2 separate regions of the Sus scrofa genome follow, and region 2 is linked to region 1. A link is a contact called in public Hi-C data. All regions are on one chromosome and are shown on one strand. The core of a region is the stretch at or near the end of the contact, and the rest is flanking DNA. Distances in the headings are between cores, read along the strand shown. Region 1 holds the start of GMFG (glia maturation factor gamma). Region 2 holds the start of TIMM50 (mitochondrial import inner membrane translocase subunit TIM50).

Region 1 (5,056 bases), core at 1,078-3,577:
ATTTTGAAGTTCAGAGCAGACAAATTCTGAGGTACTTTGACAGAGGAAAGAAGTGATTCAAGGATGCCTCTAAGACACTCAGATGGAGGAATTCCTGTTGTGGCTCAGTGGTAACGAACCCGACTAGCATCCACGAGGTCATGGTTTCAATCCATGGCCTCGCTCAGTGGGTTAAGGATCTGGCGTTGCTGTGAGCTGTGGTGTAAATCACAGACATAGCTCAGAGGATCTGGCCTTGCTGTGGCTGTGGGATAGGCTGGCAGCTGCAGCTCTGATTCGACCCCTAGCCTGGAAAATTTTAGGGAGTGGCTCTAAAAAGACCAAAAAAAAAAAAATATATATATCCAGATGGAGATAAACAATACGGTCCTACCATAATAGCACAGGGAACTATAGTCAATATCCTCTAATAAACCATAATGGAAAAGTATATGAAAAAGAATATGAAAAAGTATGTATATATATGTATAACTAAGTCATTGTGCTGTACAGCAGAAACTAACACAACATTGTGAATCAGCTACACTTCAATAAATTAATGTAAAATAAATAATAAACAACTGAATAAGACATCCTTATGGAGAAGTCATGCAGGCAGCTGGCTATAAGAGCCTAGAGTTCAGGGAGAGGCCCCGGCTGAAGAAATTCTAGGCTATCCCCTTTGACCACCAAGAGACTGATGCACTCAGGAAGAGGGGAAAGTGGATGGGAGAGAGAAAGGGACAAAAGCCTGAGCCCTGGGCCCCTCAGTGGTTAAAAGGAGGCTGAGAAGGAGCGGCCAGGAGAGCCAGAGGAAAACCAGGCCAGAGTGCTGGCCTGGAAGCCAACGGGAGAAAGCGTTTGGGGGCATAGGGAGCGATGGGTGGTGTCGGATGTGGCTGACAGGGCACAGCAGATCAAGGTTGAGAATTGACCGTCCTCGATGGCCCTGACCAGGTATGTCGCTGGAGAGGGACAGGAGTAAAGGGGCTGGGAGAGGGTCGAGCAAACTGGGAGGAGAAATTGGAGGCAGCAAGTGTGGACAATATTTTCAAGAAGTTTTGCTGAAAAGGGAAGGAAATGAACGGGCAGTGGCTGGACGGAAGATAGGGTTTGTCGTTTCTAAGGTGGAAGAAATGACATCGCCTGTGGACTGAGGGGAAAGCTCTAGCAGAGATGAGGACCCTGGGGGCACGGGGAGAGGGAGAGCCTCGGCACCAATGCCCTTGAGGGGGTGAGAGACAGGGTGGGACCCAGAGCTGGAGCAGAGGGGACAGGAAAGTTCTGCCCGCTGCTATGGAAGAAGCCAGCACAGCGGGCCGACGCCATGGGGCTGGGTCCTGTGAAAATTCTCTCTGGTTTGCTTATATTTTCTCATGGAAATACACAGGGGTTTCTCATAAATTACTTTCCTTTTATTTCTCCTTTATATCACATTTAGAACACTATACTGTCTTGGGGGGGATTTATGTCTATAAGTAGGTTACATTATCTAGGAATTTCATTTCAGGATGAGAACAGGGTGAAGGGGGGCAATAAAAATGCTCTTAATCAAAAAGGAGGTACTGGGAGTTCCTGTCCTGGCTCAGCAGAAATGAATCCGGCCAGTATGCATAAGGATGCGGGTTCGAACCCTGGCCTTGCTCAGGGGGTTAAGGATCTGGCGTTGCCGTGAGCTGTGGTGTGGGTCACAGACATGGCTCGGATCTGGTGTGGCTGTAGCTGTGGTGTAGATCGGCAGCTGTTGCTCCAATTTGACCCCTAGCCTGGGAACCTCCATATGCCGCAGGTAGCGGCCCTAAAAAAAGAAAAAAAAAAAAAAAGAGAGAGAGAGAGAGAGCGAAACAAGGTACTGGTCTGACAGGACTGAACGTCATTGTTGTAGGGCCCATTATAAGGCCCATGAGGTTGAATAATTGCAGGAAAAAATTCACAATTACCTGGGGCACCGTGGTGATCCCTCTCTATCTTCCATATCCCCATCAGTATTGTAAGTGGCCATTTGACCAGGAAACATCTCTAAGCTCCCCCTTTCAGCTCTGGAATTGAAATAGTCCAGATGAGGGAAATCCAGGAGGCCTTCCTGGAGGAGGGACAGAGCTAAAGAATTCATCATTACCTACTGCCTAATGAATGTGTCCACCATGCTGGGAGACATGCGAAGCTATTTTATCATGAATCAGAGAGGTGAAGTTACTTAGCTAGGGTCACACAATAAGGCAGCATCCAAACCCAGTCGGGGTGATTGCAAAGCCTGGAAGGTCTGAGCACATGAGGGGAAGGAAAGAGGGGGAGGAGCCCTCTGTGACAGTTGCCCAGAATGGGCATAAACAGGATGTGGTGTTGGATGAAACCTTCCCCCTACCCCACACCCCGCCCCCAGTAGCCCTGGTCGCCACCCCTAGAAGATAGCGGAACCCAGAAAAGAAGAGGCTCGTGGACAGAAAAGTCATGGTCAGGGGCCAGGGTCTATGGGAAGGGCTAGGGGCTGGAGTGGGGCTGGGGCTGGGAGGATGCCTGGGTGAAGGTCAGGCCGAGGAAGGGAGGTCTGGCGGTGGGGGTCCCACTGTGACAAAGGCCCTGGCTGGGGGAAGAGAGATTGCAGTTCTGGGTTCAGTCCCAGGCAAGCAGATCCCTGGGTCTCCCTGGGCGTTTCCTAAGGGCACCTGCCGAGAAGGCCTGAGCCCAGCCTCTGCTTTGCAAGGAGCAGCATCTCCCCTGAGGAAAGGCTGCCTTTCCCTAATGCTCACGAAGGCAAGCTATGAGCTATCAGGGCCTCCTCTTCATTGCTAGTTGGAGAAACCGATGTTCGGGGAAGGGGGCAGGGCTGAGGCCAGGCGACTCTGCTCTTACTGGGCTCCTCCGGCAGTCCGACTCCCTGGTGGTGTGCGAGGTGGACCCAGAGCTAAAGGAAAAGCTGAGGAAATTCCGCTTTCGAAAAGAGACAGACAACGCAGCTATCATAAGTGAGTGTCATCTTCCCCCGGAAGGATTGGGAGTGGGGACATGCGTTAGGGCTGGGCTAATGTCACTGATGGAAGGCAAGGGTATCTAACTCCTGTGTGCCATCCCTCCCCAGTGAAAGTGGACAAAGACCGGCAGATGGTGGTGTTGGAGGAAGAATTTCAGGTGAGGGGTGGGGAGGGAGGTGGCAATGGGACCCCTGAGAAATGCAGGGTGGAACCAGGAGACCCAAGGGGCTGTGACTAAAAACCTGGCATTGGGGGCCAAAAAGACCTGAGGTCACATCCCAGCTTAGCTATGACCCTGGGTGAGAGACTTGGCCTCTCTGGGTCTCTGCTTCCTCATCTGTGAAAAGGGGATAATGGGACCTTCCTCTTAGTGTTGTCTGGGGATTCAGTGATTTAATCCTGGTAATGGGTTTAGAAGAAGGCAAGTGTCTTAACACCTCTGACCTCAGTTTGTTCACCTATAAAATAGGGGTAATTATAGGACCTACCTCTCTGGGTTTGGGGAGAGGCCAATGAGTTAGTCCATGTGTGTTTCTTGGACCAGCGCCTTGGCACATAGGAAGTGTTCATTGAATGCCAATCTTGCTTCCTCTATTCCTCCCTAACCCCTACAGAATATTTCTCCGGAGGAACTAAAAATGGAGTTGCCAGAGAGACAGCCAAGGTATGGGGGGTGGGGGAGGAAGGGGAAGGTCAGGCCGTGGGGAGTGGGGTGATGATGCAGGAACAGACTGAAGGACCATTTGGGTTTCAGTCCTATTCACAGGCTCAGAATCTATATGTTTAAGGTCAAGTGTTCCTACCCTAGGACTTTGGGTTTGTATACTAATTAAAAAAAGATTTTTTTTTTCATTCTTAGGGAGTTCCCATTGTGGTGCAGAGGAAACGAATCCGACTAGTATCCATGAGGATGTGGGTTTGATCCCTGGCCTCACTTAGTGGGTCGGGGATCCGTTGTTGCTGTGAGCTGTGGTGTAGGTCGCAGACACTGCTCAGATCCCACATTGCTGTGGCTGTGGTGTAGGCTGGCAGCTGTAGCTCCAATTTAACCCCTAGCCTGGGAACCTCCATATGCCATGGGTGTAGCCCTAAAAAACCAGCAAAAAAAAAATTTATTTTTATAAATAAAAAATGCCTTTGAGGAGTTCCTGTCGTAGCGTGGTGGTTAACGAATCCGACTAGGAACCATGAGGTTGCGGGTTCGGTCCCTGCCCTTGCTCAGTGGGTTAGGGATCCGGCGTTGCCGTGAGCTGTGGTGTAGGTTGCAGACGCAGCTCGGATCCTGTGTTGCTGTGGCTGTGGCGTAGGCCGGTGGCTACAGCTCCGATTAGACCCCTAGCCTGGGAACCTCCATAGAGCGGCCCAAGAAATAGCAAAAAGACAAAAGAATAAAAAATAAAAAAATAAAATGCCTTTGAAAGCCAGTGTATATTTACATTTACACACACCTCAGTTTGGGGGCGCCATTTTTTTCTTTTTATGGCCATGCCTGCAGCATATGGAAGTTCCCGGGCTAGGCATTGAGTCGGAGCTGCAGCTGCAGGTCAACATCACAGCCACAGCAACTCAGCATCCTTAATCTACTGAGTGAGGCCAGGGAACGAACCCGTGTCCTCCATGGATACTAGTCCGGTTCTTAAGCCGCTGAGCCACCCTAGGAACTCCTGTGTGCTAACATTTTATTACAGAATTGGACACTAATAGTCATACATGATGTTAGAATTTGCTTTTTTTTTTTTTTTGTCTTTTTAGGGACGCACTTGTGGTATATGGAGGTTCCCAGGCTAGGGGTCAAATCAGAGCTGCAGCTGCCGGCCTACACCACAGCCACAGCAACGAGGGATCCGAGCCTCATCTGCGACCTACACCACAGCTCATGGTAACGCCGGATCCTTAATCCACTGAGATAGACTAGGGATTGAACCCATGTCCTCATAGATACTAGTCGGGGTCATTACCACTGAGCCATGATAGGAACTCCCCAAAACTGGTTTCTTTAGATTTTTCATCTTGACCGGGGTGAATTTTAGGTGCCCTAGGACTTTGAGCCTCAATACCAGGCTCTAGATCTCAGCCAGCACCGCTTCCTGGGCATCTGACAAGTG
Region 2 (4,619 bases), core at 1,489-3,988, 130 kb before region 1:
TGTGTCTGGTGACAGGACAGCCCAGCTCTCCTCAAGCACCCCCACCCACCCAGGATTCCCCTCCCCATCTGTCTCTGACCATCTGCTCCTTAGCTGAGGGGCCTGGGAAGGGGACTGGAGTTTTGCATGCCCCTCCCCCAAGCCACCCACCTGCTGATTCCCCCACATCCTGACTGGGCGGGAGTGGGGTGGGGGGGGTGCACCAGATGGGGAGAGCAGAGTAGGGAGGGTCAGGGAACCCCAGAATCTGTGCTTGTTTACTCACCATTGTCGAATTCATCAGGAATCTGGGAGGTAGAGAGAATAATGGAAGGTTTGAGATGGCAGAGGCAGAACCCCATCACACCCAGAAAAGGAATCACCAGGGCCCCGGGAAGAGTAGGCAAAGGTCTCTGCGAGGGAGAGGTTCACCCCAGACCAGAAATGAGCCTGAACAGACCAATCGGGAGGAGACCCACAGGATAGACCCCCGGTAAGTCGTCTGAGTCTCTCTGCTACTCACCTTGGCACCATTTTCATCCACAGAGTTGTTTCCTGCAAGGAAGATAGTGATGAATGAGGACTGAGGCTTGGTCTCCTGGGTTTTAAGGGAGGAAGGGGGCAGGGGGGCTACTCCTGGGTCCTGATGAAGAGGGCTAGAGGCATTGTCTCCTGAGAGAGGAGGGGGCTCTTCGCCAGGATTCTTGGGCCTCTGAGACAAAAAGGGCTGGGGCAGGGCCTTTTGGGTCTCTGAGGAATGAATGAAGGGACTAGGGGAAGGTCTGGGGTTTTGAGTGCTGAGGGAAGAGGTAGCTTAGGAAGTTAGTTCAGGCCTATCCTCCCTCTTCTTCCAACTGACTCCCTGTAGTTTAGGGCAAGAAACAACTAGAAAGAGTAGAACTTTGAGGAGAACAGTGGGAGACCACCCTCATTTCCTAGTTGGCTGCCCTACTGAGGGAGGAGCCAGGGAACACAGATGGGTGAAGTCTTTAGAAGAAACGGGGAGGTTTGTTCTGCAGTAGAACAGAGGGTCGACAAGAAAACTGGTGGACAGGCATATGTCTCTCACCGAAGATATAGACGATGCTCACGGTCCCACCAGCCCCGAGCAGCCCAGCAAGCCAGAGTGCGACTTTTTTGGCATAGCTGGGACCCTCCGAGCTCCTCTGCTGCTGTGGCCCCTGGACCTGGACCTTAGTGCCTGCTCGGCTCCCGATCTCTGCAGTCTGCAATTGAGAGGGGGTAGGTTGGCCAAGAGAGGGGAAAAGTCAGGGTGGTTTGGGTACCCTGAACTGAGAAGAATCAAGGTTGGAAGCCAGAAAGCAGACACCCACATGGCCTCCGGAGTTGTGTTCCTGCCTGGAGCCAAGATTCCAGGGGTTCAAGAGTTGACAGGCTAGGTGCCCAGGATCCTAAAGGCAAAAGATTGGAGACCCTGAAGAGGGGAAAAGCAGGGCAGGGAGATGAGATCAGGGAGTCCGTCTGCACACTGGGATTCCTAAAGCAAGGCAATGAAGGACACACAAGGGGACAGGACGGGGAGTAGGGTCATCCAGATGTCTGGGGCTCAAAGTAGCAGGATATGGAAGGGAAGGGATAGGAGCGAGGCTGGAGGAGCAATAGCTTCTCTGGGGCTTGGAGAAGTAGGGCACGTAAGTGAAAGACCTGGAGATCAGAATGGCTGGGTCTCCGTCAAGATGGAGAGAGGTCAAAATCAGAAGCTCCAACATCTACCTCTCCACCACACCCCTCTCAGGGAAAATACCCTCAAGGCCACGCTGGGACTCGACCTTCCCGGGCCCCTCCCCCTCTAGTATTACCTAGGGCGGCCAAGACGGGAGAACAGGTGACCCCCCCACCCCCACCCCGGGCGCCCACGTGGGGTCCAGAGGAGGTAGGATCCAAAGGACGCACTTGAGCCCCTAAGCATCTAGCCCGGGGAAGCAAGCGCCGCCTACCCGGGGAAGCAGGGAAGAGACCCAAAACGCGGGCGGCGTTCCATTCAGCACCCTGAGGTGCTGTGTCCCAGAGCCTCTGGGCGGCAGCGGCCCGCCTGGAACTCCAGGAAGGAGCCTCCGCACCCGAGGGCCACCCCAGTCCAGCTCACCTGGTCTGGGGCCCGGGGAGGCGCCGTCGCGAGCCTCGCGCACAGCCCCCGCGCGCCTTGCAAGAGCCCGCTCCGCAACCGCAAGAACAGCCCCGCCGAGGCCGCCATCTTGCGCTGACGCCACGAGGCCCCGCCCACTCGTCCCCCCCCCCTCCTCCCCGCCCCGGGCCCGCACCGCAGCCAATAAGGGTGCAGGCGAGAGGCGGGTGGACGGGAGCCCGAGAGAGACAAAAGGCTTCGGGAGCACTGCAGCGGGCGCGCTCACCCCCAGTCACTCTTTTGCCGCCTGGGGCAAGCCAACCAGGAGAGTCAGCCGGCACCACGCCTCCCTCCAGACGGAGGGCGTTCCACCGCCCCTGCCGCAGAACAGGGCAGACACCCGCTGCTCGGAGGTCAAGCTGAGGCCCTAACCGAGGGATCCAGTCTGTGGCTGCTTGATTTGTCCTAACAGCCAAAAGTCAGGAGCGGGCCCCTCCTCCCATGAGCTTCCTATAAACGGTCTGGAAAGACAGTCAGTTTCATATGGAGGCTCAGCGAAAGAGAACAGTCGCCCTGTCTGGTGGGCTTCGAGTATTGAGAGGAAATCCATGAATCAGAGGCTACAGGAGCCACAGTAAATCTCCCTCAAATTATTTTCAAGGGAAAAAGTCATGCTGGTTTTTTTGTTTGTTTGTTTTGTCTGCCTTTTCTAGGGCCGCTTCCGCGGGATATGGAGGTTCCCAGGCTAGGGGTCGAATAGGAGCTGCAGCCGCTGGCCTACACCACAGCCACAGGAACGCGGGATCCGAGCTGCGCCTGCAACCTACACCACAGCTCACGGCAACGCCGGATCCTTAACCCACTGAGCCAGGCCAGGGATCGAACCTGCAAGCTCATGGTACCTAGTCGGATTTGTCAACCACTGCGCCACGACAGGAACTCCAGTCATGCTGTCTATATAGGCTTTTTTTCCTCCTCGCCTGCAGCATGCAAAGGTTCCCAGCCACGGATTGAACTTTGGGATGGTAGAAGCAACCTGAGCCTCAGCAGTGACAACACCGGATCCCTACTTAACCTATTAACTCCGTTATGTAAACTTAAAAGAACACTTAAAGCCACCACACAACATTTAGGGATAAATACTAAGGTAGTAAAAGTACCGATGTTAGGAAAAAGACACAGGATTCAGGGCTGTGATTACCTCTGGAGGAGAATGTACTGGGTGTGCCGCTAAAGTGGATCCTTCCTATCAGGTTCCTAAGCAGAGTGGTGGGGACATGGGTGTTCTTGGTGGATCTTTTTGAACAGCTCAACATTTTAATTTTTTATGGCCACATCCACAGCATACGGAAGTTCCCCAGGCCAGGGAATGAATCCCAGCCACAACTGTAACCCACCCCTAGCTGGGGCAACCCTGGATCCTTTAACGACGGCCACAGCTGGGTACAGATCCCCACCTCTGCAGCGACCCAAGCTGCTACAGTAGGATTCCTAACCCACTGTGCCACAGCGGGAATTCCCTCAACTATCTTATAATACATTTTATATTGCATTTGCAAAAAGACCTGTGACTATCAAATGAGGAAAGTGAAGGAGTCAGGTACTAAGCCCCGTTTGCCACACTGCTCCTCATTCCCATGCCCAAGCTCTTAGACAAGCTACAGCAATGCTGGCATCACTGCTGATGGGCTCAAGAGAAAGGACCATCAAATGCTGCACCATAGGAGGAATCTGTTTCCAATTTAATATTAACCGATTTTTACTTCACTCAAGCATGAGACTCAAGCATAAGACTCAAGCATAAGACGGAACTTTGTCAATTACATGACAAGCTCTGTTCTAATAATCTCTTTCCAACATCTTACACATTCAAGAGCCCTCAGGGTAGGGAGTATCATTTTCTAGATGAGAACACTGAGGTTTATGTAGACAGTAGACTGTTACTTACCTAAGACCACACAAGTAAGTGGGGTCTGCAAATGACCCTCCTCACAAACTGGAACACACGCCCACACACGCCCGACTTTTGACCAAAGAGCTTTTTATTAAAGACCATAACACAAAAGCAAGCCGAGGAAGGTGGGGTACAAGAAGGTGGGGACCCTCCCCCAGACTCTACTCTGATTCCCATGAATAGGGAGGAAGATAGGAACCCATAAATGAAAATAAAAGAAATCCTGAACAATCAGGCTAACCCTGCTCCAGGCCCCAGATCCTGTGTCAGAGCCAAGGGCCAGGGGAGGAAGGAGGGACACTCTCCATCTGCCAGACATGTGCCAGAGTCCACCCTGCCTGTCTCAGGCCTCCAGGAGCTTCCCCAGGAAGCGGAGGTTGAGGATCTTGAGCTGTTCATCAAGGTCCATGCGGACAATGCCATCCTCGCCATCAATGCTCAGCAGGACACCTGTGGCTTCCCGATCCTCACCCAGGATCACCTTCACCTGGGGCGGGGGACACACACACACAAGGTCAGGGTCCGAGGCGCAGCCCAATGCCCCCACGTTCCTTTGTCCTCTCTTACCTTGTTGTTCTTGGTGGGGGTGATGGGCTCCAG

Evidence for each region. A called contact is a pair of places that touch in the nucleus more often than the background predicts.
Region 2: a contact with region 1 is called in a Hi-C map of liver, with 4 times the contacts expected there. The contact joins the promoter of TIMM50 here to the promoter of GMFG in region 1. A contact is called at or near these places in 1 of 47 Hi-C or Micro-C datasets (liver) and 1 of 2 datasets of contacts at active chromatin or transcription factors (alveolar macrophages).

Annotation. Positions count from the first base shown.
Region 1 is chr6:47,994,603-47,999,658 of Sscrofa11.1, reverse strand. GMFG (glia maturation factor gamma) reads left to right here and starts at 2,327. Exons shown (of 7, transcript XM_003133210.6): 1 at 2,327-2,433; 2 at 2,849-2,945; 3 at 3,059-3,108; 4 at 3,566-3,615. The coding sequence starts at 2,431.
Region 2 is chr6:48,124,589-48,129,207 of Sscrofa11.1, reverse strand. It overlaps TIMM50 (mitochondrial import inner membrane translocase subunit TIM50), which reads right to left and starts at 2,738. Exons shown (of 13, transcript XM_021097543.1): 1 at 2,690-2,738; 2 at 2,247-2,372; 3 at 2,087-2,244; 4 at 1,049-1,205; 5 at 503-534; 6 at 266-287. The coding sequence starts at 2,738. It overlaps SUPT5H (transcription elongation factor SPT5), which reads right to left. Exons shown (of 32, transcript XM_005655822.3): 31 at 4,587-4,619; 32 at 4,088-4,506. The coding sequence ends at 4,363.